Regions from separate parts of the Mus musculus genome. Here all the other regions are linked to region 4. A link is a contact called in public Hi-C and HiChIP or PLAC-seq data. All regions are on one chromosome and are shown on one strand. Each heading gives the region's core, a stretch centred on a gene start, on an enhancer-like site or on the middle of the called end of the contact. The rest is flanking DNA. Distances are from core to core; before and after follow the strand shown. Region 1 holds the start of Casz1 (castor zinc finger 1). Region 2 has its middle 15 kb from the start of Gm42350. Region 3 has its middle 33 kb from the start of Gm32897. Region 4 overlaps Casz1 (castor zinc finger 1).

Evidence for each region. A called contact is a pair of places that touch in the nucleus more often than the background predicts. HiChIP or PLAC-seq counts read pairs in DNA pulled down with a chosen protein or histone mark.
Region 1: an H3K4me3 HiChIP or PLAC-seq map of craniofacial prominence shows a contact between it and region 4, with 3 times the contacts expected there. The contact joins the promoter of Casz1 here to the enhancer-like site in region 4. A contact is called at or near these places in 8 of 39 promoter capture datasets (the 3T3-L1 cell line, cranial neural crest, embryonic stem cells and 5 more), 7 of 484 Hi-C or Micro-C datasets (the HL-1 cell line, the N1E-115 cell line, cardiomyocytes and 4 more), 12 of 115 datasets of contacts at active chromatin or transcription factors (a beta-TC-6 cell line, cardiomyocytes, craniofacial prominence and 8 more) and 3 of 9 other capture datasets (adipose tissue, liver and pancreatic islet).
Region 2: an H3K4me3 HiChIP or PLAC-seq map of craniofacial prominence shows a contact between it and region 4, with 3 times the contacts expected there. The contact joins two enhancer-like sites. A contact is called at or near these places in 5 of 39 promoter capture datasets (the HPC-7 cell line, cranial neural crest, liver and 2 more), 10 of 115 datasets of contacts at active chromatin or transcription factors (cardiomyocytes, craniofacial prominence, differentiating embryonic stem cells and 6 more) and 2 of 9 other capture datasets (adipose tissue and liver).
Region 3: a Hi-C map of the N1E-115 cell line shows a contact between it and region 4, with 2.6 times the contacts expected there. The contact joins two enhancer-like sites. A contact is called at or near these places in 9 of 39 promoter capture datasets (the C10 cell line, the HPC-7 cell line, cranial neural crest and 5 more), 1 of 15 datasets of contacts at CTCF or cohesin (pro-B cells), 8 of 484 Hi-C or Micro-C datasets (the HPC-7 cell line, the N1E-115 cell line, embryonic stem cells and 2 more), 11 of 115 datasets of contacts at active chromatin or transcription factors (SST interneurons, T-cell acute lymphoblastic leukemia, acute myeloid leukemia and 5 more) and 4 of 9 other capture datasets (adipose tissue, embryonic stem cells, embryonic tail and 1 more).

Annotation. Positions count from the first base shown.
Region 1 is chr4:148,802,436-148,805,955 of GRCm38.p6, forward strand. Casz1 (castor zinc finger 1) reads left to right here and starts at 1,957. Exons shown (of 21, transcript NM_001159344.1): 1 at 1,957-2,079.
Region 2 is chr4:148,768,837-148,772,081 of GRCm38.p6, forward strand. No RefSeq gene overlaps it. Among named protein-coding and RNA genes, the nearest start is that of Gm42350, 15 kb to the right of the region's middle. Within about 2 kb of position 1,910, at least 33 of the 459 cell types and tissues checked have an H3K27ac peak or open chromatin away from gene starts, as enhancers often do. A contact at or near this core is called in craniofacial prominence, where this site is marked.
Region 3 is chr4:148,712,328-148,715,966 of GRCm38.p6, forward strand. No RefSeq gene overlaps it. Among named protein-coding and RNA genes, the nearest start is that of Gm32897, 33 kb to the right of the region's middle. Within about 2 kb of position 1,329, at least 60 of the 459 cell types and tissues checked have an H3K27ac peak or open chromatin away from gene starts, as enhancers often do. A contact at or near this core is called in the N1E-115 cell line and acute myeloid leukemia, where this site is marked.
Region 4 is chr4:148,938,915-148,942,445 of GRCm38.p6, forward strand. It overlaps Casz1 (castor zinc finger 1), which reads left to right. Exons shown (of 21, transcript NM_001159344.1): 11 at 1-408; 12 at 2,368-2,500; 13 at 2,753-2,816. Among named protein-coding and RNA genes, the nearest start is that of Gm13205, 12 kb to the right of the region's middle. Within about 2 kb of position 1,892, at least 189 of the 459 cell types and tissues checked have an H3K27ac peak or open chromatin away from gene starts, as enhancers often do. A contact at or near this core is called in the N1E-115 cell line, acute myeloid leukemia, adipose tissue and 6 more, where this site is marked.

The DNA of each region.
Region 1 (3,520 bases), core at 707-3,206, 140 kb before region 4:
GAACAAGGACAGTTACTGGCACTTACAGATCAATATCTTGGCCCAAGCCCTTTTCCTGCATTAACCTACGTTAGTCTTGCAACGCTCCCAGACAGCAATACTGTTATCAGCCCCATTTCTCTGTTGGGATAACTGAGGTACAGAGGTCAAATGTCTCATTCAAGGTCACCCAGTTGGTGAGTGGCTGGTGGTCTGTCCCTGTAGCTCAAGTTGTTGGCTGCTGCTGCAGTGGTGAGCAGGCCTACTTTGTCACCTCTCGGATGACAGTGACTCAGTTTCTCTCCGTGTGGGCTGGCAGGATTGAGCTTGAGATCTCTGGGGGAGGGGGGCATTGGGGTGGGGAGGGCATGTGTTCTCCTGAGTCACCAGGTTCAAGTATCTCAGAAATACTTGGATGAGTCTGAAGCCTGGGAGCTAAGGATGGGAGATGGAAGGGGAGACGTAGGCCACAGTCTGTTGCGGCTGCAGATGACTTCTGTTAATTCTTGGAATAAGGAGGGAAGAGACCAAGATGAACTGGTGGATTTGGGGTTGTCCAAACCCCCAAATCTGCTCTTCGTGGGCTGTCAAATCTGAGTAGTGAGGTCTGGATTTGTTGTTGTTGTTGTGTATGTTTTTGTTTTGCTCCAGTTTATTTTCCTACAAGTGTGACACAGCTGTCACTTACCATAGCATCTGAGGAGTGTGTGACACCTCACAGCACTGACCCAGAGGTTTTATTTAGGAACTCTACCACCTCAGGGCCAGAGAGCCTCAGACTCTGGTCATTTGCCTCTGGACCAATGAACTTTGAGCTCACAGCAGGGCAGGGAACACATCCCAGCAGGCGACTGTCCTAGCGCTGGCCAGGCAAGACAGTAGGGTCATGAAGCAGAGCAAAAGCTTTCCAGTAGGCCCCAGTCCCCAGCAGGGCTGGGCATTGTGGGCGGCATTTTCTCTGAGCAGAACTCACTGTGTAAAGTGCACCTCGAAGTTGGATTATGCTTTGCACTTTTGCTTATTTATGCAATTAATAATTTGCCTATTACAGCGGTCAGTTTCTAACTCATCTTGCCTGGGGGTCCTTCGCCTTTGATTTTTTTTTTTTTTTTTTTTTGGTCTCACTTCCTGAATTTCCATCCTGAATTCTGCAGTAGGAACAAAATGGGTATCATCGCTGAGTCTATGCTGGGGTGTGGTAGCCTGACTGGGAGAGGAAGGACCAGGTGTTAGGGCCAGAGGACCGGTGACCCGCGTAGACAGCTAAGAGGCCCTGCTAGGGTATTGCAAGGATGCAAAGTGTCCTTCAGGGGAGATGAAAACGGCTGTCACCTCCCATCTCCAGGCCAAGGGATCGTCTCCCCCAAGACACTCTGCTTTCTCCGTGGATCTTTCACTTTGCAGCATTCTCGTTTTAATGCACATGATTTGCCCTCCTCCCACGCATAGAGTAAGGTTGTTCTGCGTGGCCTGTCTTGCTCACTTAAGGATTTATTTCTTGCATAAGGGGCTGAATGAAAACTCCCCTTTGCAGAGAGTAAGAGCAAAGAAAATATCAAACAGGGAAGATTTCATTCGACTCTTCTAACAGTCTGGCTTGCAAAAAAGAGAGCCAATTTTCATTGAAAAAGTGGGAACCAAACTCGGGGTGTCAAAGGGTTCAGAATAGCTGGAAAGTAACGCACCCTTGTCCCTTTCTTCTGTCCCAGTCTCAACTCCATTCAGAGGGTGTAGAAACCTTCCGGAACCGCACAAGGGAGCAGCGCGCTCTGATTCTGCTTCGCTGGCCGATCTCGCCGCGCGCGCACGCGGAGCCCAGCCTTGGCGGTGGGTGGGAAGAATGCTAGAGGGGAAGGTCTGGGGGTGTGAGGGTGGAGCGGAGCCCAGCCCCGCGATCCGGCCCGGGTTTTGCATGCCACCCACTCGCCCGTTCGGCCGCGGAGAATTCCATAATCACAGCGGGCGAGAGCGGAGACTGGGAGCGAAAAATCCGGGATCCGGCAACTTCGGTCGCGCATGCGCGCCCGCGGCGCTCCATCCCAAACACACACACATTTTTCCCCGGACTTGGAAAGTCACCCAAAGCCGCCCCAAGTGCAGGTAAGAGACTCGGCGCTCCTTCCACCGCGGCCCCTTCAAGCCCTCCACCTCTGCGGGCCTATTGGGGCGCCTCCAGGTTTCACCCTTGTCCCGGTGCAGTTCACTACCCCCGGGGTTGCCGCTTGCAGCTGGGAGCGGGCGAACGAGCGAACGACCGAGCCAGCCAGCCTGCGAGCGGCGGCTGCCACCCAACTCCGGCTGTACGGGAGGTAGGGGGCACAGAGGGCTGGCACCCCGGCGCGGGGCGGCGCGGCGCCCGCAGTGACCAGGGGAATGCCCGGCGAGCCGCTCCAGTGGAGGGAGGGCTGCAGCTCCTGGGGGTCACTTACTCCAACTGAGGGGTCGGCGGGGTAGGGGAGAAGAGGGGGAGGTGCCAGGCACGAGTACAGGACTTTGCAACTAGGGTGGGGGCGCTTTCCGCGCAGTGGGCTGGGGGCGCAGGTGCTTGCCAATACTGGGTGATCGTTCCTTCTCCCACGCCCCCTCCTGCTGCAGGGGGGTCGTGAGCTGTCTGGAGGAGAGAAGGAGGCAGGGGTGAGGGGCTCCTGGGGTGACTTTGCAAGACTTTGCCCAAGGGAAGGGGTGGGTGGGGATCTCCTCTAGCCGGCTCTTGTGCCCCGACACCGGGGTGTATGTTCTGCCAGCAGAGGTAGGCAGTGTTCGCGTAGGCGCAGGGTGCCAAGGGGAGCTCCGGGTGGGAAAATGAAGGCAAGAGGGTTCTGGGATCTGGGGAGCGGCGCCCCCTTTTCTATCTGTGCCTGGGAAGTTTATCTCAAGTGCGCCGCTCCAAGCGCGGCAAGTGGCGCTTCTTACTCTTTCCCCCTACCCCCGAGTCCCCCCCCGGGCTCCGGCTCGCAACGCTGGGTACTGGCTCCGACCGCTCTGCTGTCGGCTGAAGCTCGCCCTGGATCTGGGGAAAAGTTCCGGGGGAGTTGTGGCGGCTACTGTGTGCGCGGAGAGAGAAGTTGCGCCCGGGGACTTGGGACGCTGGGTTGGCAGGCCCGATTGCGGGTGGAGCGGTGAGCTCCGGCGCCGGAGGTGGGGGCTCTCTCTAGGGATAGGAGAGGATTGGACGGGGTCTGTGACCCTAGGTGGGCTGAGGAGGACCTCGGGGGTTTAGCGTGTGGAGAGGACATGGGGCTGAAATCGGCTCCTGGCAGAGGACAGGAGCATGTAGGGGCACAGGGGACAGTGAAGGGGAGATGACTGGGCCACCAGGACTCTTGGGTCGACCTTCACTATACAGGAGCGTCAAGTGGTAACTGACGGAGTGGGACTCTGAGGGGTGCGCGGGAATCAGGGGACCCTGCCAGACAGACCCTCAGCCGTGGACCTCCCGGGACAGGGGGCTGAGTCGTGCGCCCGGGGTGAGCCGGCCGGGCGGAGCGGCGGCCGGTTTATTTTTACTCGGTGGCATTTGCAGAATGTGCAGCTGATGACC
Region 2 (3,245 bases), core at 660-3,159, 170 kb before region 4:
ACACCGCCAGGAAGTGGGGATGTGCCCGGGTTGCCTTTGTTCCTAGAATGAGCATACCACAGTGCCACGCTGTGCTGGGGAAGGAAGGGAGGGGACCTAGTCAGGCTGGGAGCAGGAATTCCCTTACCCATCATCCACGGCCATACCCACAGCAGAGTGAGCTGGACATCGTTAGGCTCCCAGCCCACCCGTGGGGAGGTTCTCAGAGCCTGTTGGACCCTGGAGGGGTCTGGGAGCTGCCTGGTTATTCTATCACTGTTTACTCTCCAGTGTGTCGTAGAGGCTTCAAAACCCTCAGCAATGAGGTGGGCTTGAGTTCAAATCTTACCTCCTCTACACTACTTGTATAAACTCTTTGCCTCCCCAGCCGTTTCCCATGACTCTTCCTGCAGATGACATGTTCCCGTGAGGGTCACCAAACACTATTAATTGTATTTGCCCACACGACAACGACGAGAACGACGACCTTGGGCCCCTCTCCCATGCCAGGTGGAGAGGCCTTTAGGACAGTCTTGCCAAGTCTTCCTACCAACTCCATGAAGTCAGGCCTTTGGTCATTACTCTTCCTATTTATAGATGACTGAACTCAGGCATGGGCAATAATTCAAATGCCTGGGGTGGTGCTCTAGGAAGAGACAAAGCCTGCGCTTGAACCCAGATATCGTGCAGGACCCACAGGTCCCAGGCTACGTGATATCTCATCGCCCCCAATATGCAGTTACAGCAGTGGCGTGGAAGTGAACAGCCACCCTTTCCAGCAAGCCTCACGTTCTTTTCCTCTAAACAAGATACCATGGGCTCCCTCACACACTCCTGAGAACTGCTTTCCATCGGCAGGGGGTGGAGTGGGGTGTGTTGCGGGGTGTGCTGGACATTAGGAAGTTCCCACACAGACTTCCAACATAATCTCTGTGACTGTGTTCTTAGGCCTTGGTCTGGGAGTGTGGACACAAGGACTTCATCACCACCTCTGTCCTTGACAGGGCAGTGATTGGCTCTCTACGCTCATTTGGGCCCCATTCCCACTGCATGGCTGCAAACACTCGGGTCAGGGATGATATAACCTTCTCCGGGCCTCAGTTTCCTCTCTGTAACACAAGCGGCTAGGACTCTCTCCCATCCATTCTCAGGTCTCCCATTTCCAACCCCACAGATCCCTGGTGCTTTGAGGTCAAGGTCAGAGTTAGTAGGACTCAGCTGGGCAGAGCATAGCTGGTGAGGGGACATGTTCCTTCTCCAGTGTCTCTGCCCTACTTTCTGATGAAGGATAAACTACTGTCAGGGTGAAGGAAATAGACACCCAACAGCCCCCTAGAAGGCACCCAGAAGGTTCCCAGGACAGGAGGGCAGAACTGTCACAAGGCAGAACTTCTCACTGTAAAGTGGTATTCCCAGAGGCTACTGGAAACCCACTCGAATGACATGTGGGCAGTGTGAACACCCTATGCTGAGTGTACCACCTCATTCTAGTCCCAACAGCAGCACCCACAAGGCAGGACTCTTTACCACCTACCTGTTGGCCCCTCTGCCTGGCATGCTTGGTCTCTTCTGAGACTGCCCACTTTTCTCAAGCTGTAGCCCCCTTTGACTACAGCGGCGGGGGGGGGGGGCGTGGGAGGGGACAAACAGAGAGTTCTCGGGAGTAGTTGGAACCCGGATGGCTATAGAGTCCAGCCTTTGTATGATCCCCCAGCTGAGAAGCACACAGGCATCTCCCCCTGGCAACCTCAGTCCCAGCTAGGTTCTGTGTCCCTCTCTAGGAGGTGGTAGGCAGTCAGTATGCCCACCTACTCTGGGACCAGAGGCAGGGAGGGGAGGGGCCGCGGGCCTGGGAGAAGCCTGGCTGTTCCCCTCTGCCCCTCTAGAGATCCTGCTCCCTACCCTAGACTGGAAACCTGACACCCGGAGGCCCATCTGCTCACTGCCCTCGGTTCACAGCCCCTGGAGGCCTCTGTGCCAGAGGCAGCCTAGCCGTGATTGTTCCCTGCTGAATGGGCAGGCCTGGTGCCCACACCAGGTGCACCATTGTGATGGTCTTGACACCTGCCTGGCGGGTCGCAGGGCCCACAAGCATGGCGATCCTAGCCTGGCTGAGCAGAACTGCCTACCAGCCTCCTGGAGTTGGGCTAAGGAGTTCCAGGTCCCTCGTGCTCTCACGGTGTGTGTGTGTGGGGGGGGGGGGTTAAGTACCCCAATCACAGTTTGTATCTCCGTTTGCCAGAATGAAGGGGGACGCTTTGTCCCCTCTTCCACTTACGATTTCAGCCCCGATAGAGGGAGGGGGTGCACCCTCAATTTCTTGACTGTAAAATGGGAATAAGAGAAGAAGCCACCAAAATGAGCAGCTGGAAGATCAAAAGCCACACTGAGCGATGGGGAAAAGCAGTTACTACAATTCAGACTTGCAGTATGCAGGCAGGGACCTCGGGGAGCTGGGCTCAGCCCCACAGGCCCGCCCAGAGCCCTGGCTGCCCCCCTGCCTGCCTCCCCTTGCCCGGCCTCCCGCCCCGCTCTATGAAAATTTAATGCCGGGTAATGACAGTCTGGGCTAATGAAAGAGGCTTCTCTTCTGGCAAAAAGAGAAAAACAAACAAAAATCAACAACCTGCAAGGGGGCATTAACTTTTCATGAGCTCTCTCCCCAGTGACACCCCGCCCCGGCTCACCCCGGGCAGCGCCAAGCCCCCTCCTTCCCTATTTCTCTCAGGAGCCAGGCTGGGCTGAAAGAGTGAGGACGCAGCTGGAGGGGTCCTGATTCTTTGAGAGTGTCTTCTTGGGGTTTCTTTGTGGGACACCTGCCAGTCTTAGGGAAGAGGGAGCTCTAAGGGTTTGGGGGAGCTTCCGTGGAGGGCTCTGGGGGTGGAGTACCAGCGCCGGGCAGCAGGTGGGAGTGGATGCAGTCCAGAGCTAGTGAGAGAGGAAAGGATGAGTTCAGGGGTCCGGTTCCGGTCTCAACAACCTGCAATAAGCCTCGCCCCCCAGTCCTAGCTCCCCTGTGCCTGACTGCAAATGGCTAGAGAAAAGGGCACGAAGCGCCGCTCTTTCTCTCTCTTTGTGGTGTCCTGGAGAGCCATTGGCTGCTGCCTGTGATATCCTGAGAGATGCGACAATTAATTTTCTTTTAATCAAGGTCGGATGAAGTAAATCGGCGCGGCTGTGCAGCCCTTCATTTTCTGTTTTTGCAGTGGTGCAAAACAAATATGATCAAATTATACTCCTTCTCACCTTATTGAATTAGGAAGCAT
Region 3 (3,639 bases), core at 79-2,578, 230 kb before region 4:
GTTCAGGGGGAGAAAAAAATCTCCAAATGAGCTTCTTCTCCTCGGGCGCTTTTCCCTTCATTTTTTTTCTGCCCAGGTGTCTCTGGAGGGAACCTCATTGTCTGTTTCAAATTCATTTGCACTTAACTCATCTGAAAAGTTTTGCAAGAGCTGTTTGATGTCCAAGGAGCCTCGGAGCACCCCTCCCCCCTCCCCCCTCCCCACCCTTGTAATGAGCCCTTTAATTCACAGAGACCTAGAGCAGTCTTTGGACCAGAGTCAGAAGCCCGATGCCCCCTTCCCTTCCTAGTGTGGGAGAAAAGCACTCAGCGGGAAAAGGCTTGGGGATTGGCCTGGCCTGGAGTTGGAGAGCCTTTGTCCAGCTTGCCCCGTGCCCTGGGACACACCATGTCACAGGGCATCTCTCACTCAGTGCTCCCTATTGGACGGCTCCAGCCCCGCTGGATGCAAGGCCCAGCTGTTGGTGCACTAAGCCTCCTCCACTAATTAATGGGTGCCTGTGAGGGCTGACCCAATTCGCCCCCAAATTAATCTCAATTACAACGATTTGGTAAGAGCCAAGCTAGCCAGCCTGATGGAGCCGTGATTTCATCACCCGAGAACAAGGAGCCAGGACAGCTCAATCCTGATGTTATCAGCGGGGGTGGAGTGTGTGTGTGGGGGTGCTGGGTGGGGCTGTGGCCCCAGGCACCCGCAGCACTTATCAGCACCATCAAATTAGTTCACACCAGCTAATATTCACATTGCCAACCTGGCCCACCATCCCCATGCCCCCTTCCCAGTGACCAGGGATGGGGGGGGGGAGGGATAATCTTCAGCATGCAAAGTCCTGCCAAGGTCCCACCAGCTCATGGTAGAGAGGAGACCGTGAGTTACCTGTGGACAGTTGCCTGTGGAGGAGGATATGATTAGCTTGGAGACTCCTACTATCACAGAGCATGGGATCTAGAAAACCTTGTCCAGTCTGTCTGCTGCCCCTGGGCACAGAGAGATGAGGCCATGCTGGAAGCAGATTGGCTGCCGACAGCTACGCAATGGCAGCGCCACGCCAAGGGAGGTTTCTAAAGGCCTCTCCTATCTGGTAGCACCGGTCACTCCCTGCACTATCCCCTTGGGGCAGGGCAGGGATCAGTGACTCCATTTTACAGAAGGGGAAGTAGAGGCCCAGGGAGGAGACACAGCGGAGTGGGTGATACCACGAGCAAGCCTTGCTCCAGCAGGGACTCCTAGCCTAATGCTCTTGCTGTGGGAGCACGGTCGGCAGACCATACCTTCGCTGGCCAACCACTCGCTCCACGCTGCCTCCTCTCTGTGACCTTTGTTTCCTCATTGGTAAGCGAAAGTGAAAATAGTATAACACTAAAACCTGCTGCCAGGCCACCCTTGCAGGCCTTACCCACTCGAGCCTTGTGCGAATGTGAACACTGACAGTGATGGATGGAGAGGATTGTATCTGAGAGCTTCCAGCTGCTCCTCAATTCCCCAACCACAGGAGTTTTTTCCAGGTAACAGGGGAGTCTGTGGTCCCCTCCTTGGAGCACATGCTAGCTCTCTGATGGCAGAATCCAGGCAGCCAAGGCCAACAGAGGGAGGAAATCTAAGGGGCAGTTCCCTGGCACCTCACCACAGGCGCAGACCCTGTGTCATATTACTCCTGGAGACACTTAACACAACTGAGGCTGCTTACAAGCCCCCCTCCTCCTTCAGCGCCCCACTTACCCCCGCATCTTCAGCCAGCCCCTCATACTGTCTAGTTTTCCCTACTGTACCTTTTCTCTCTGAGCCTGGCTTGGCCACCGGAAGAGGGGCCTAGGGCTTGCCTGGAGGCCCTTTGGGCCCTCCCTAACTGGTGCCCAGCAGTGTCTACCCACCCGACCCACATGTGCTTGCCACCCTAAAAGGGAACACGAGCCCCACAAGTCTCCTGTTCACCCCCCCCACTTCCCGCAATGCCAGTGGCAGGATGATTGATTTTGCGGGAAGCACAGTTCTGAGGGTGGGGGTGGGGAGCCAGGGCGCCAGGGGAACCTCACTCCATTTGCTTGTGGCTGTGAGTCAAAGCTGGGTCCCACCGGGCACCCTGTGAGGTGTTCCCCGCCACTCAGTTTTGCTGGGGGTGGGGGTTGGTATGTGGGGTCTCTGACAGGGAGTCCAGAGTCACAGGGTGCCTGGCAGCATGGAGGGGCCTCTGTGGTACTGGCCTCCCTCGAGATCCTCAAGGTGTGTGGTAAAGGGGATTGTCCCAGCCCTCTCTAGTTTGGCATAAATTTGTCAGGATGGAGTCACGGGAAGATGAGCAGCCACCAGTCTGGCTGGGTCCCCTACTCTTTGTCTATGTTTAGGGGTCTTCAGAACTAACTGGGGACCGATATGGGAACAAAGAGCTATGTAACAGCCACTGGTATGTGTGTTACACACGCGTGCGCGCGCACACACACACACACGCACATTCACACTTGAGTGGGAATCTACCTACAGTTAGGTCCTCACATATAAGTGAATGTATAAAGGATCACGTGTGGCATAAATGAGTCACATATGGGTGAAAGCCAGGAGACACACAACAACACACACGACAGCCAATCCGAGGGCTCCCACACACCAGTAGCTTCAACAGGGACAGGAAGTGGGATTGTCTCCTGGTCCCTCTGGAGCTGGGACAGACCGAAACCCAGGGCAGGGCGTGACTCAGGGCCCTGTGAGTCAATAGGCTGCCTAGCCTGGCTTGGGGAGCTTCCTGGATGCAGGCCTCCAGGAAAACAAGCAGGATGCCTTCCGCCTGTCACACCTGTCCCTGAGCCTTGGGGCTTAGCATAGATGGAGGTGAGGAACTGCCATTCTCTCTAGCAATGCATAGAAGGTGATGTCTTCATCTGGGAAGAGGGCTGGGGAGCTTCACTGACCAGGGACCTGCGGGATATCTTCAGAAGGGAAGAGAGGAAAGAGGAGGGGCAGAGGAGGAGGAGGAGGAGGAGGAGGAAGGCGGAGGGGTGAAGAGGGAGAGAGAATCAGAAGAAGAGGAGAGGAGGAAGAGAAATTTACAGGAGACATTGAAAGGATGATGGGAAGAAGGTGGTTTCTGGGAGTAAAGGGCAGCCAGGGTTAGGGGCTCAGGGGGACGGAGGTCAGGCGATAGTTTTCTAAGGATGATCTTGCAGGCCTTGTCTGAGATCTAAGGAAGTCCCTACAGCCAGCCTTGCAGCAGGGCAGCAGGGAAGACCAATCACCTCGCACAGAAGCATCTAAGATCAACCTGAGACCATGGCCAGATGGGGGCAGCACCCTACAGCCCTACCTGATGTGTAGTCTCCACTGGGGTTCAAGAGGGTGAGGAAGTCTTGGCCATTTAGGAGTAGGTAGACCAGTACTGGGGGGGGGGGCACTTCATAGGGAGAGCATGTCAGATGAACAGAGGGGACCCCCAAAGACAAGGCAGGTCCAGGCTCCCAAGCCTGTTTGTAGAAGTCTTAAGTGACCATAGTAACCCTTCCTGGGTGATGGCATACCTAGGTATCCCCAGTGCTACATAACACCAGACTTTTCCTTGAATGAGCAGTAAGGGGCCTGCTTGCTTGGGAATATTGTGGGTGCCACAGTAAAGTCTTGGAGCAGAGTGTTCTCCCTCTCCCTCCCCTCTCC
Region 4 (3,531 bases), core at 642-3,141:
CTGAGGCCATCCCCAGTGCCACCAAGCCTCCCAATAGCAAGATGGCAGGCCTGCTGCCCCAGGGCCTGTCTGGTTCCATCCCCTTAGCACTGGCCCTCTCTAACTCAGGCCTGCCCACCACCACACCCTATTTCCCTCTGCTTCCTAACCGTGGGAGCGCCTCATTGCCTGTGGGATCTCCAGGGCTCCTGGGCTCCATGTCCTCTGGGGCCACAACCTCAGCAACCCCTGACATGCCGGCCCTGATGGCTTCCAGAGCTGGAGACTCGGCCCCCACGGCTGCCACCTCTCTCTCGGTGCCCCCTGCCTCCATCATTGAGAGAATCTCTGCAAGCAAAGGCCTCATCTCACCCATGATGGCTAGACTGGCTGCGGCCGCCCTCAAGCCCTCTGCCACCTTTGACCCAGGTGAGCAGGCTGGGCCTTGCCCAGTGAGCAAGCACACTGGGAAACTGGCAACTCCCGGGCCTGAGACTGAAGAACATGGGGCAGGCTGGGAAGTGTCTGCCCAGCCCCCACACCTGCAGCCCCCACGTAGCAGCCCCTTCCTGCTTGGTCTCTGTCTCCATCCTGTCGATTTGTTTGCCCTTTGGGGGTGGGGGTCCCTCATTTTGGCCATGCACCCAGGGACTCACTCCTCTGTATGTGGAGCTGGTGAGTGGTTCCTGTCTCTGAGCACCTGGGTGGCCTAATGGCGCCAGGTCTCACTGGTTCTGTCACCAGTGAGTCCCTGAGCAGAGTCCTCCAAGGCCACCTCTTCTCTCCGCTCTTCTCTAGCTGACACAGAGTGACACATGAGCTCAGGGAATGGGTGTTCGCATCCCACGCCTGTATAGGACGACTCTCAGGCTCTCTCCCTCGTCCTCCTTTCTCTTTCTCCTCTCTCCTTCCCTTTCCTTTGGGAATTTTCTTTCTCCTCTCTCCTGTTTTCCCTGCCCATCTTCCTCGGGGGGTAGTGGGTGCTATTTGGATTCCTAGAAAGAGTTCAGCTCACACCGTGGATGTGGCTCCTTTAATTCCTCCAAACCACTGGTTTGCCCAGAGGAGCTTGCTGGCTACGTGCTGGGCTGGATGCTGAGGAGAGACAGAAGCCCCACCCTGTGGAGCAGGTGGGACAGGGACAGAGAGCCATATCCTTAGCAGCCTGGCTGCCCAGCCTTCATGCTCCACTCCCATCCAAAACCATCTCAGAACCAGCCAAGACCAAGGGTCTCTTGCACCCACATGGGGCTCCTGTCCCAACTCTTGGGGATGCTAGGCTGGGCTTTTTCTCTGGAGCCTAGAATAGGTGACTGCAGGTGACTGTAGTGTGGATTCCTGAAGGCTAGAAGTCCTCTTGGTTCATGAGAGGCACGTGACCCCTTTGGGACCCCTGTCTTCCACTTCAAGGGTGGGGGGAACTTTTGTAGCTATGCTCACTCCTCCAGCCAGGGGCTTTCAGGGAGAGCCACGGAAGTCTCTGCTACCAGACTGCCAAGTTACTCTTTTACCCCAGAAGCACCTCTCCTCCTCGTCCCCCCCAAAAGAAAGGTCAGATAAAGGGGAAGGAAGCTGTTTCCCTTCATCTTTAATAAAATGTCACTTGCTTCTGTGGTGCAGCTCTCTGTAAGCTGTAGTGCCTTGGGGCAAATTAATATTTCAGTCACTTGGGGATTATGGGGAGCAAGGCTCACTGGACGCCATCCTGTCAGCAACTTCCTTTGGCCCTGCCCTGTCAGCCTCCTGTGGCCTCTTCCCACCAAGCTCCCCCTCGTACCCAGTCAGGCATCCAAGGCGGGCCTGCAGTCGCTGCCCTGGACAGCTTGAAAGACGGCTGAGGTCGCATAGGTTGAACCACCCTGATTGGCCCGTCAGCCTTGATAGCCCTGACACAGCACATGCCCTCCGCGGGCATGCTCAGTGCAGACAGGGCCGTCGCCTCGGCAACAGTGGGCAGGGACTACGGAGGGGCCGCTCCCAGTCCAGATCTGCCACTTCCCCTCAGCATTAACAGAGTCTTTAATAAAAGCTTAAGCGGCAGCCCCGCAAATCGACTGTGACAGTTGGTGGTGGAAATGAAGGGCCCCCTGTCCCCGCCCAGGCCCCCTCCCCAGCCACCCGCTCTCCTCCTCCAGGAGGCCCTAAGCCAGGACAACTTTGACATAATTTTGCAATAATTATCACTTGAAGAATTGCCACACAGGGGTACACGTCGCAAGTGATCTCGTCAGCCGGAAGAGCCGCTGACCAGCAGCCAGTGCTCCTGGGGCCCCCTGCCTGTTCGGCCCACTGCCCGCCCTTTGGGTGTAAAGGAACGAGGGTACTAGATTTTGTGCCCGTGTTAAACCTGAGCCCCTCTGATCCCATCTTCCCTCCCCTCACCTGCAGGAAGTGGGCAGCAGCCCACCCCCACCAAGTTCCCCCAGGCCCAGGTGAAGCAGGAGCCTGACAGTGCTGGCACCCCAGGTCCCCACGAGGCCTCCCAAGACCGCAGTCTAGACCTGACCGTGAAGGATCCCAGGTGAGGCAAGGCCAGAGAAACCCCTGCAGATGCTGGCCTGGGCCCCAGAGAGGTGGTCTGCGCCTCTTAGTCTCAGCCAGCCCTGGGAACCAAGCCGAGCTCACCCTCCCGGCCAGGGTTCACTCTGCCACCGAGCAGTCACAGCAGAGAGTGGAAATCTCAGAGCCCTGGGCTGGCTGACTGGGAGGGAAGGGCCTCTGGGCCTGGGCCCACGGATGTCTGAGTTGAAGGCCCTTGGTTTGTGTGTTCCAGTAATGAATCAAATGGCCACGCAGTCTCGGCAAATTCATCTCTTTTATCCTCGCTTATGAATAAGGTAAGAACCATCCATCACACGCCTCCCGTTCCCCCACCCAGAGAAATTAAAGCCGTGCTGGGGGGCTGGGGGGATGTGTTTGTTTTTTAATGTTTTCCCTCTAATAAGATGAGTTTGTACCATTTAAATTTTGAGGCCATTTTTCATCGAATATAATTTCAGAGCCACTGCTTACAAATTAATTTAATGAACTGGCTGAAGAAATATATTTCAGCCTCTGACACCCTTTTTTCCCCCCTTCGGATAGTGGGCTCCAAAAGCTTTTCCAGAACCCTCTAACTTCTCTGGCCCTCAGTTATTAATGTTATTTATTTATTTTGTATATTTTTTTGTTTGTTTAAAAAGGGGTGGGGGAGGGGAAGGCCAAAGTGGGAGCAAAGCATCAATTTCCACTTTTCGGCTTGAGTAATGCTCTCGGACGCCTTCCGGAGAGGTCGCTCCAGAACATTTATTTTAAATAATGCAGGGTCTTTGTGAATTATACATCATCTCAAATATATTTTCCCCTTCACATGATAAATTTGACTGCAGCAAGATTAATTTGGTTACTGTACACAAGTGACTGGGTTGAAGAGGGAGCTGGGTCTGGGGTGGACCTCGTGCGGTGGGTGGGTTCCAGCTGGGTACCATTGGTGCCGCAGCCCCAGCTGCTGGTGCCCTGATGCCTTGCTGCCCGCCCTTTCCTGGTTACTCTCTTGCTGTCCTTTGCCCTCCT